2 separate regions of the Gossypium hirsutum genome follow, and region 1 is linked to region 2. The links are chromatin contacts, called in public Hi-C maps. All regions are on one chromosome and are shown on one strand. Each heading gives the region's core, a stretch centred on a gene start, on an enhancer-like site or on the middle of the called end of the contact. The rest is flanking DNA. Distances are from core to core; before and after follow the strand shown. Region 1 holds the start of LOC107900890 (mediator of RNA polymerase II transcription subunit 2). Region 2 holds the start of LOC107900894 (O-glucosyltransferase rumi homolog).

Evidence for each region. A called contact is a pair of places that touch in the nucleus more often than the background predicts.
Region 1: a Hi-C map of leaf shows a contact between it and region 2, with 2.5 times the contacts expected there. The contact joins the promoter of LOC107900890 here to the promoter of LOC107900894 in region 2. A contact is called at or near these places in 3 of 34 Hi-C or Micro-C datasets (hypocotyl and leaf).

The regions. Positions count from the first base shown.
Region 1 is chrD08:50,977,018-50,981,855 of Gossypium_hirsutum_v2.1, forward strand. It overlaps LOC107900890 (mediator of RNA polymerase II transcription subunit 2), which reads right to left and starts at 2,281. Exons shown (of 3, transcript XM_016826651.2): 1 at 2,057-2,281; 2 at 1,909-1,970; 3 at 1,524-1,824. The coding sequence starts at 2,114. The coding sequence ends at 1,696. LOC107900888 reads right to left here. Exons shown (of 4, transcript XM_041098294.1): 2 at 4,474-4,528; 3 at 3,555-3,836; 4 at 2,723-3,306. The coding sequence ends at 3,251.
Region 2 is chrD08:50,842,072-50,846,466 of Gossypium_hirsutum_v2.1, forward strand. It overlaps LOC107900894 (O-glucosyltransferase rumi homolog), which reads left to right and starts at 2,681. Exons shown (of 6, transcript XM_016826670.2): 1 at 2,681-3,226; 2 at 3,302-3,855; 3 at 3,948-4,140. The coding sequence starts at 2,972.

The sequences.
Region 1 (4,838 bases), core at 1,031-3,530, 130 kb after region 2:
TAATTCTGGATCTTAATATTTTTTAATTTAGTCCTTAAACACGAATTCCATTAAAATATAGTAGAGTGACACTTTAAGATAGTGCCATGTCATCATCTAAAAATTTTTAAATTTTATACAAAATCTAAAAAAATTATAACTTTTTTTTAAAAAATTCCAAATAGTGTTATGACATAATCTCAAAATATCATGTCTTCATATCTTGATAGAATCAAATTTTGGGATCAAATTAAAAGAAAACAGACTAATGTGAGAGAAAAATTTAAAATCAATATAAAAAAAAGAGACTAAATATTACTTTATCCTTGAAAAAGCTAACATAGGTTGCCGTACTGAGTTGCTCTCGTCTTTAATGATTTTGCCTTCACTTTTGGCTTGATTTCAGCAAAAAAAGATAAATTAAAAAAAATCAAGAACTAGAAGATTAAAATTTGTTTCAAATGGTGAAATTAGGCATATGGTCGGCAGGTCCAGACATTTTAGTACCAATGTCAAGACAAGTTGCTTTGGTTTTTTCTTATTACCAAACTTGACTTTTGAAAAGTTTCACATTTCACCTAACCTGCAGACACAACAATAGTAGCAGAGCAAGTTGTTTAGAAAAAATTCCGAAGACTAGACTGGTCGATGATGAAATGGACTTCAAACCCTTCTTTTTTCTAGTTTGTGAAGGCAGAGCTGTGGACTCTACGTGATGGGCTTCCCTTGGAAAAAAATGCGAACATCAAAGAAAATAGGTATGCGGATGCCCTCGCCTGTCGCGGATGCAAACTCTACTTTTGTTTGTATGCTTTTCCCATTGAATGTTTGATCCCTTTGATCCAAGCCGACTCCGAAGGGCATGTTACGTATCGAATTGTTCCTTAATCTATGAATGGTCCTTTCTCAAACCAAAAAACAAGGAGCAAAAAAGTTCATCTAAAGCTCAAACCCATTTGATCAGAGGCACGTTAATGTGTCTTGGCTAAACTTTTTCATTAGATGTCCTTTCCTAGTAAGAAAGACAACAATATGAAACTCTATACCATTCAATATTTGACCATTCAACAATGAAGTATGAACTATGAAAAAACCAGACCACCCACCCTAAATCTTATGCCAAATAACTAAAAACCCATGCAAGATTGCAACTGAACCGATGGCTTGATTTACCCCATCTACCCATTACTAACAATGCAAACATGCAAAGCAATTTCCTATCTTTCCAAATTTATTCATCAAATGTCAACAGTATTTCCCAAAATTTCCATCATTGGCCACAGCATAGATCATAAAACTCTTTAACAAAAACATTACATTTGACTTGCTGTTAAACGAAAAGGGTAAGCTACCATGCCAAGTTGAACTTCATCAAACAGCTAGCGAAATTTACTAAAACCTTAATATAAACATTCATAAGTATTGCCATCCTCTTTAACGCACTGTTGCACACTAGCACTTAAACAACCATCAATGGAAGCAATTATATTGTCTCACTTTCCATGTACTCCAAACTGATATACATTTTTAACTAAGAAAATTGATTTGCTAAAATAGATTCATTAACCAATATTATGCTGTCATACCCAAAAAGATTCTCATTTCTCAAGCTAACATATGCATTCATCTCAATAATCAAAATTTAACAGAAATAAAAAGAAGAAGAAGAAGAAGAGGATATTGAATATTCCCTCTAAAATTACATAACCATGAAGCTCATTTGTCAAGCTCCATTGCTTGAGCTGCTTTAGCTTTAGCAACTTCAGTTAACTTGGTCTTCAATTTTCTTTTCCCTACTTGAAACCCACTTCCACCTTTCTTCTTTTTCTTCTCACTACCATCAACCTAATTAACATTACAGATTTATTCATGATATAAGTCCTTAAATAAATAAAGTTTATTAACAAATGAAAGAATAAAAGGCTTTACCTTCATCTTATTCTTCTTCGCTTGAAGCTTCTTAACCTTCTTTTCTTTCTCTTCTCTCTCCCCTAATTCGACAAGACAAACACAAAATCATAAATCACTGAAAAGAAAACCCAAAGGAGAAAGGGGAAATAATTGAAGAAATTCGTACTTTGGAGATCGAATTCGTGCTGCTTTTTCCTACGAGATAAATTATTCTTCTTCGACATATTCCTTTGTAGGCACCGCCTCCAATTTCACTGCTCTTCCTCTTCTGTGCTTAAACCTAACCCTAACCTTTATCTGGGTGGTTTTTTTTTTCTTTTAATTCTTTATTTGGTTTTTAGGACATGGAGGGTTTTGTACTTCTTTTTTTTGGCGTTTTCGCCTCTTAAATTTTCTAGTTTCTCACTATTGCCTTCTAACCTTTTGTTCTTTCGCGAAAATTGGTAACTTTTGGGCCTGACATTATGGCCATTGACCACCGTTGGGTCCATTTGAATGGGTTGGGGCTGAGATTATCTTTGATAAGAATGGCAATGAGATGAAAATCAACATCAAGGGCAGTAATAATATGATTATGAATTAAGTTTGTATAAAATTTAAGGTTTATATTTTCACCCAAATCAAGATTAAGTACATATAATATTGATACTATAAATTAACCCAACCTAGACTTGACTTGACCTAATCAATGAACACTAATATTTTGTGTTTATATGATATTGATATTATGGATTAGCTGATACAACATATAAACATTAATATTCTGTGTCTAATTACTTTGCAATTTACGTATTTACTCCATTCATATAACTAATGAGGAACTTTTTGAGGATAACAACGAAACGAGCATCTGTAATTTTTTACTTCGTTAAAAGTAATACATTGTGAAAAACTCTTCCCCTAAACGCTTCTCCTCCTTCACTCTTCCTTGGTCTTACCCTTTTGCGCTTCCTTGGTGGCCAGTGGGCGACCCATCATCGCCCCCTCCATGCTGGCCTTCTCCCAAACTCCCTTTTCTCTCTTTCTTCCATATCTCCCCATTTACCCCTCCTCTCCCTTTCTTCTCCCTCCATTTCCTCCTCTCCCTTTCCTTGTTGGTTGTCGGATGTCTCCTTTGCCTCCGCTTGTTTTTTTCCGGCTTAAAGAGGACTTTTTGGAGAAATAATATCTTGGCCTTGTGTAGGCCCTCAACTTTTCTTGGTGGGAGACCTGATCGAGGCCATCGCCTCTTCAAAGGATGCGAGATTTTGTCATCCTCTATATCTTAAGATGTAAGGATACGACAAGTTTTCTTGGTCTACTACTGGACTTTCGATCAAGCAATCGTACCGATTCTTTACATTATGTTTAACTATGGACTTTACTTGTTCCTTTGTCCCAGGGGCTTTCCAGCCTTTATTTCTTTATTCTGTAATGCTATTAATAAAAAAGATCAGTATCGAGCAATGCAAAAAATCATACATACGTACATACGTCTTGAAACCCTAATAAGCACGTTTCACTACAATCATTTGATGTTAATATTAAGGTAGAGCTCCAAAAGCATTTACTGTTAAAGTCATTATTTAGCCAACAATACATATCAGAAACACGTCACTCACCTAAACTTGCTTGAGCACTACGAAATAATTCCTTGGTTACTCCATAATAGACTGATTTGTTACCTGTAAAGGTGATAAAGTTCCACCCGAATGCTGATCCCCCAACAATATATGACCCGGGAGCTTCACCATTTTCGGATTGTTGTTTATCTAAGACACTACTTGACCGAAAAGCATTGTTTTCGGAAGATATTGCCGGCTTAACAAGTTGTGGCTGCTCTTCTGGGTTCTGCTTCATTCCAGATTCACTTGGCACTGGTTGGTTTACTGCTGCATTATTACATTTCTCTATGGGAACTGTTTCAGCCATTACCTGCTTGTATAACTCCACCAAAAGCTTCATATCTGCAGATTGTAAATCACGAATTCAAAACAACATTAAACCCAAATTGTAAATCAGACATAAATACATGATGCCACCTTAAGAGAATGGATGCTTATGAAAGAAGAGATTCAAGACATAGGGATATTAAAACCCATTAATAATTTATGCCAAACTTGGGAATAAACTATTTATATGTGAAAGTTAGGGCAGGCCTGCCCTGATGATACTCTGTTTCTCAACTATTTTCTCAATATCTAACTAGGGTTGGTAGCGGGTTAGATATTAATATCCAAATATTATCTGAATACGTGGGTATCCAAACTTGCACCATCCACTACCATGCCATCCTTATGGTCTAATCTAACAGGTTGGTTAAACAAGTCAAATAGGGCTCAGAGTAGTAGGCTAACTCGAATTGGAGTTATGCAACATTTTGTGACTTTACATAAAATTTAGTGATTCAACAGGAAATATTCGAAGTTAATCATAGCTAATAAATGAAAAACAAACTAACAATATGAATCATCCCTTTCCTTTCCGATATCCTAAGCAAATAGATAGCAATAAAGATCAAATCCATGCATGACAACAGTTTACAACAATTACAGAGCCAACAGTTTCAAAACTTAACAGTGTGTGTGTGTGTCATTCGCTTACTTTCTTTAATTTCGTTGGCAGCCTTAGAATTTCGAAAATCAGGCGTACGAAGAACCTTCAAGAAACATAAAAAAGTCCATAACATATATCAATTAAATGCCCTGTGAATATAAAGCTATGTGAAGATAAAAATAATTCAAACATGCATTCCAGGTTGATGAAGCTATTTCAATTTTCAAGCACGGTTAATTCTTGAGTGAGAATAGCCAAGCAACAAAATAAAACGAAAACAATCACACTGTATATGACTATACAAGTTCACACTAGAGAATCATCCCTTTACATTGTCCAGTCTAATCAAACAAATATTGAACTACTGGTCAAGATTTAAACTTGAACAACTATTCCATCAGTTAAAATTACAT
Region 2 (4,395 bases), core at 1,431-3,930:
TATAAATTTAGAATTTAGTCTATATACTTTCATTTTTAGGATTTTAGTCTTTTTACTTTTTAGATTTTAAAAATTAGGTCCAACATTGTTATGATTATTTTGTTAAATTAAAGTTAATTTAGGTTTGTTACAACTTCATTTTCTTTAATAACATTGCTATCAAGTGAATATTTTTTTTATTTCAAAATGTTACACCAACATATTTAACATAAAAAATTAATAGTTTTAACAATTGAACTTGATTTTGATCTAAAAAGCAAAGGGATTAAACTTTTGGAAACAAAAATATAAGGACTAAATTCTAAATTATGAAGAGTACAAGGACCTATTGCATATTTAAACCCTTTCATTAATGAAAAGAAAGCGTAAAACCGAACAGGTGAAGACTGTTGCACAATTACACGAGCTATAGCGCAACCATCCCTATCCTCTTGCATCACAGGTAGCAGCTCCTCTAGTGGATGTTGCAGTATTTGCAGCCCTATCTCTCGCCCCACTGCCAATTTAGCCAATCGACCCGTCGCCTAGCATATCCTGAATTGCTTGAGCCATAGCATTGGCCGGTGGTCCTTTGATTCTATTCCTCAACGTTTGAACAACGCTTAAGTTATCCGACTCAATCATTAACCGTCGATATCCCTTTAACAAAGTTTTTAATACTAATTCAATCTAAATTATTTTTTTTAAGATTCAATTGATTTTTTTTACTAAATGCTCTTTAGATCTTTCACTTAAAAATAATAAAATAAACAAAGGAGATTTAAAATTCTATATTAATATTAACTATTTGTGCGGAATGTACAACTCTATTAATTGAAGAGGACAAGTTGAAATATAGACCGTTGGTGTTGCCGTGTCTGGTTGAATTTGACTTGTATAATTTCCTTAGATCTTCCCAGAGTTATTTGTGGCGTGGATTATGGTTGGGGCTATTGTTATTGTCATTCACATTCAAATGCAGTGGCTTATGCTGTCGATTATGACAATATATATATACATTTTTCATTTAAAATTAACAAATTTTTCCATAAAAAATAACTTGTCTATTACTTCACATCAAAAGTCTTATTACTTAAAGAACAGAAGACGAGTTCGCTACAGTTAGAGGGTTTTTACGGGATCATAATGGAAGATGAATTATTGGCTTTACTAGGTATTTGAGTAATTGTTCTGTCTTTGATTCTGAGCTTTGGGGCATTCTTGACGGGTTGAAACTCGCTTTTGATCAGAGATTTGAAAGAATTTTAATTCAGATAGATAGTATCGAAGCAGTTAATGTTATTCAAGATGGAGACCGAGATCAATTCATTATCTTTTGAAGCTTTTAAGTCAGTGGAGTATTCAGCATAACCCTCATGAAGAAAACAAAATTACAGATAGAACCTTAAGGATATACGTAACAGAAGAATTGAGTTAAAATTATCACAAGACCCATTTCAATATATTACACTTATTATTTAGCTTCTGATTTATAATTCTTTCCCACAAAAAATCTTACTACTTAGATTTGAGTGACAGTGCATTAAACCCAAAACAAGTTATGGATTTACATTTATTTAAGCAAATCAAAGTTGCTTCCTTTTTCTTCTTTATGTTAATATGTTGTTTCATTTGGACAAAAGAAATTAATACCCAAAAAATGTCAACTTTGTTTTAGGTAATAGGCAACACAAAGCAGAGCCTTAAATTCTGTGTTTGGTTGTAATCCTTTGTTCGGTAGAATAGCACTAGGAAAAATGAACTAATAGTTCATCCATTTTTTAATGGAGGGCGTTTTCTATCCATATTTATTTTTAGTATGATGTGTTTAATTTTTTTTTTATTTTTCGTTATAATATTATTATAATATTTATTTAATTTTATAATTATTGATATTTTTATACTAACTATAAATAAATGCATCGATCATATAAAATGGTTTAGAATAATTTTAACTAACGCAAAAAATAAATAAATAAAATTTTAGACTGGAATTCGAGAACCGTTGCTCACGAGTATGATGTATTGTTTAAAGGAGCAAAAAGAAAATGTGAATGAAAACGTGATAACATCCATCTCCGTTTTAAAAGCAAGAAAAATATTAACCAAAATTAACCTTCTCCTCCATGCGAAATGTGAGACTCTGTGCCTTACCACATGTTTATTTGCCACCAAGTCATGCCTTCTTTGATATTGTTTATTAAATATAGGCCAGAGATTTATATATAGTTTTGGATAAATTTTGCTATTAGCCCCTGTACTCTACGAAGTTGTGGATTTAGTTATTGTATTTTAATTTTGTCATTTTTAGTTTTTGTACTTTTTAAACTTTTAAATTTTAGTCTTCACCAAATAATAACTGTTAAATTCATTTGATTAAGGTCTATTATTTTCAAAATCTAATGCGACAAACATATTATCATTGTGTAATGCCATGTTAGCTTATTAGTTTCACATATTACTCACTAAAAAAATCAATTAATAGATTAATAACTATCATTTATTTCAAAATTAAAATTTCAAAAGTATATAAACTTAGAATGATCCAATTAAAGAATATGAGCTAAGTCTACAGCTGTACATATAATACAAGACTAGTAATTGAATCTAACAGAACAAATTTAACTTCTACTATTTTGTCCAAAGACTAAAATTTTAAAATTCAAAATGTATAAGGACTAAAATTGACCAATTTAAAGTGTACAAGTCTAAATTTGATCATATTAAAGTATAATGATTAAATCCATAATTTTTGCATAGCATAGGGACTAATAACAAAATTAAACCTATAGTTTACCTCTAGCCGCGACTTTCCCCACATAACCAAACTTTTTAAGTCATTAAGAAAGTTTCATTTGGCCTTAATACATAAACCTAAACGACATTCAATTCCGCCCTTGGCCTGCCCTTCTTAATTTGGTCTATTAGCTGATAAAGGATCGATCCTGGTTTGGTCGAGGTGGAGAAGTTTGAAGGGGCTTTGAGCTTAACAATGTTAGGTATAAAGAAGAAATACTATGTTAAACAAGAATTGGACGATGACAAGCCCTCCATCCATGGAAGAATGAAAAGGAACAATAATAATAATCAGAACCATCAAACTGGTTTCTGTCTTATGTCCATGTTGGAGTTACAAAAACCCATTATCGATACGCCTTGTCAGCCCGTCAAGAAGGCGGCGGCTTCCACAATCATCGCTGTCTTTCTCATTACCGTTCTGATGGTTTCCGTTGGTTGGCTTGATATTGTAAGTCTTGCACAACCCTTAATTATATATATGTATATGTATACGTATGTTTATAGCTGTTTTTTTTCTATGTAGTGCTTCTTTTCAGGTGTTTCTTCATATCAAAACATGGTCGTGGGTTCCAAATCAACAACGGCAAGACACAAGCCCGAGTTCCCACTCGAATGTTCCACTGAAAACCAGACACAAACATGTCGGAAGGACTATCCTACCACCACCGGTATTCCACCCATGAACACATCAAAAGTTGAATGCCCGTCGTTCTTCCGATGGATCCATGAAGATTTACGGCACTGGAAGCAGACAGGGATCAGCCGAGACATGATCGAGGGTGCACGCAAGACGGCGCATTTCAGACTGGTGATAGTGAAGGGAAAAGCATACGTAGAGAAATACAGGAACTCGATACAGACTAGAGATAAGTTCACTTTGTGGGGTATATTGCAGCTTCTAAGGATGTACCCTGGAAGGTTGCCGGACTTGGAGCTGATGTTCGATTGTGATGATCGGCCGGTGGTTCGTTCAAGGGATTTTCAGGGTCCAAATGCCCGACCACCGCCGTTGTTTCGGTATTGTGCTGATGAATGGAGCTTGGACATTGTGTTCCCGGATTGGTCCTTTTGGGGCTGGTAATAATGGATTAATTTACAAAATATATACGATTGCTTTTCTTTTTAGTGTTTATGAAACTAAGAGTGTGAAATGGTTAATTTGTTATTAGGGCTGAGACCAATATAAGGCCGTGGAGAAATGTATTGAAGGAGATAAAGAAGGGCAACGAGAGGAGGAAGTGGAAGGAAAGGGTGCCTTATGCTTATTGGAGAGGGAACCCCAGCGTCGCCCCTACTAGGAAGGACCTTATGAAATGCAATGCTACCGACAAAAATTACTGGAACACCCTCCTATACGTTCAGGTCAGTCAAAGATTTTACCATTTTCTCCCTTCTAAATGTGTACTGTCATAGAAATTTCCTTCGGTTGGGTTCCACCGCTAGATGCGCGTTGTTTCCGTGTTAAAGCGGAAGAAACAACATCCTTTTCTGTATTGGGAAAATTTTAGCCTGTATTGATCTACCAGTTCGTCCTGATAGTATCCGCCGATGCATACTATTTCCTATTATATTAAAGATTTAATTGAAATGTATTAATTAAAAAAGGTAAAATTTAAT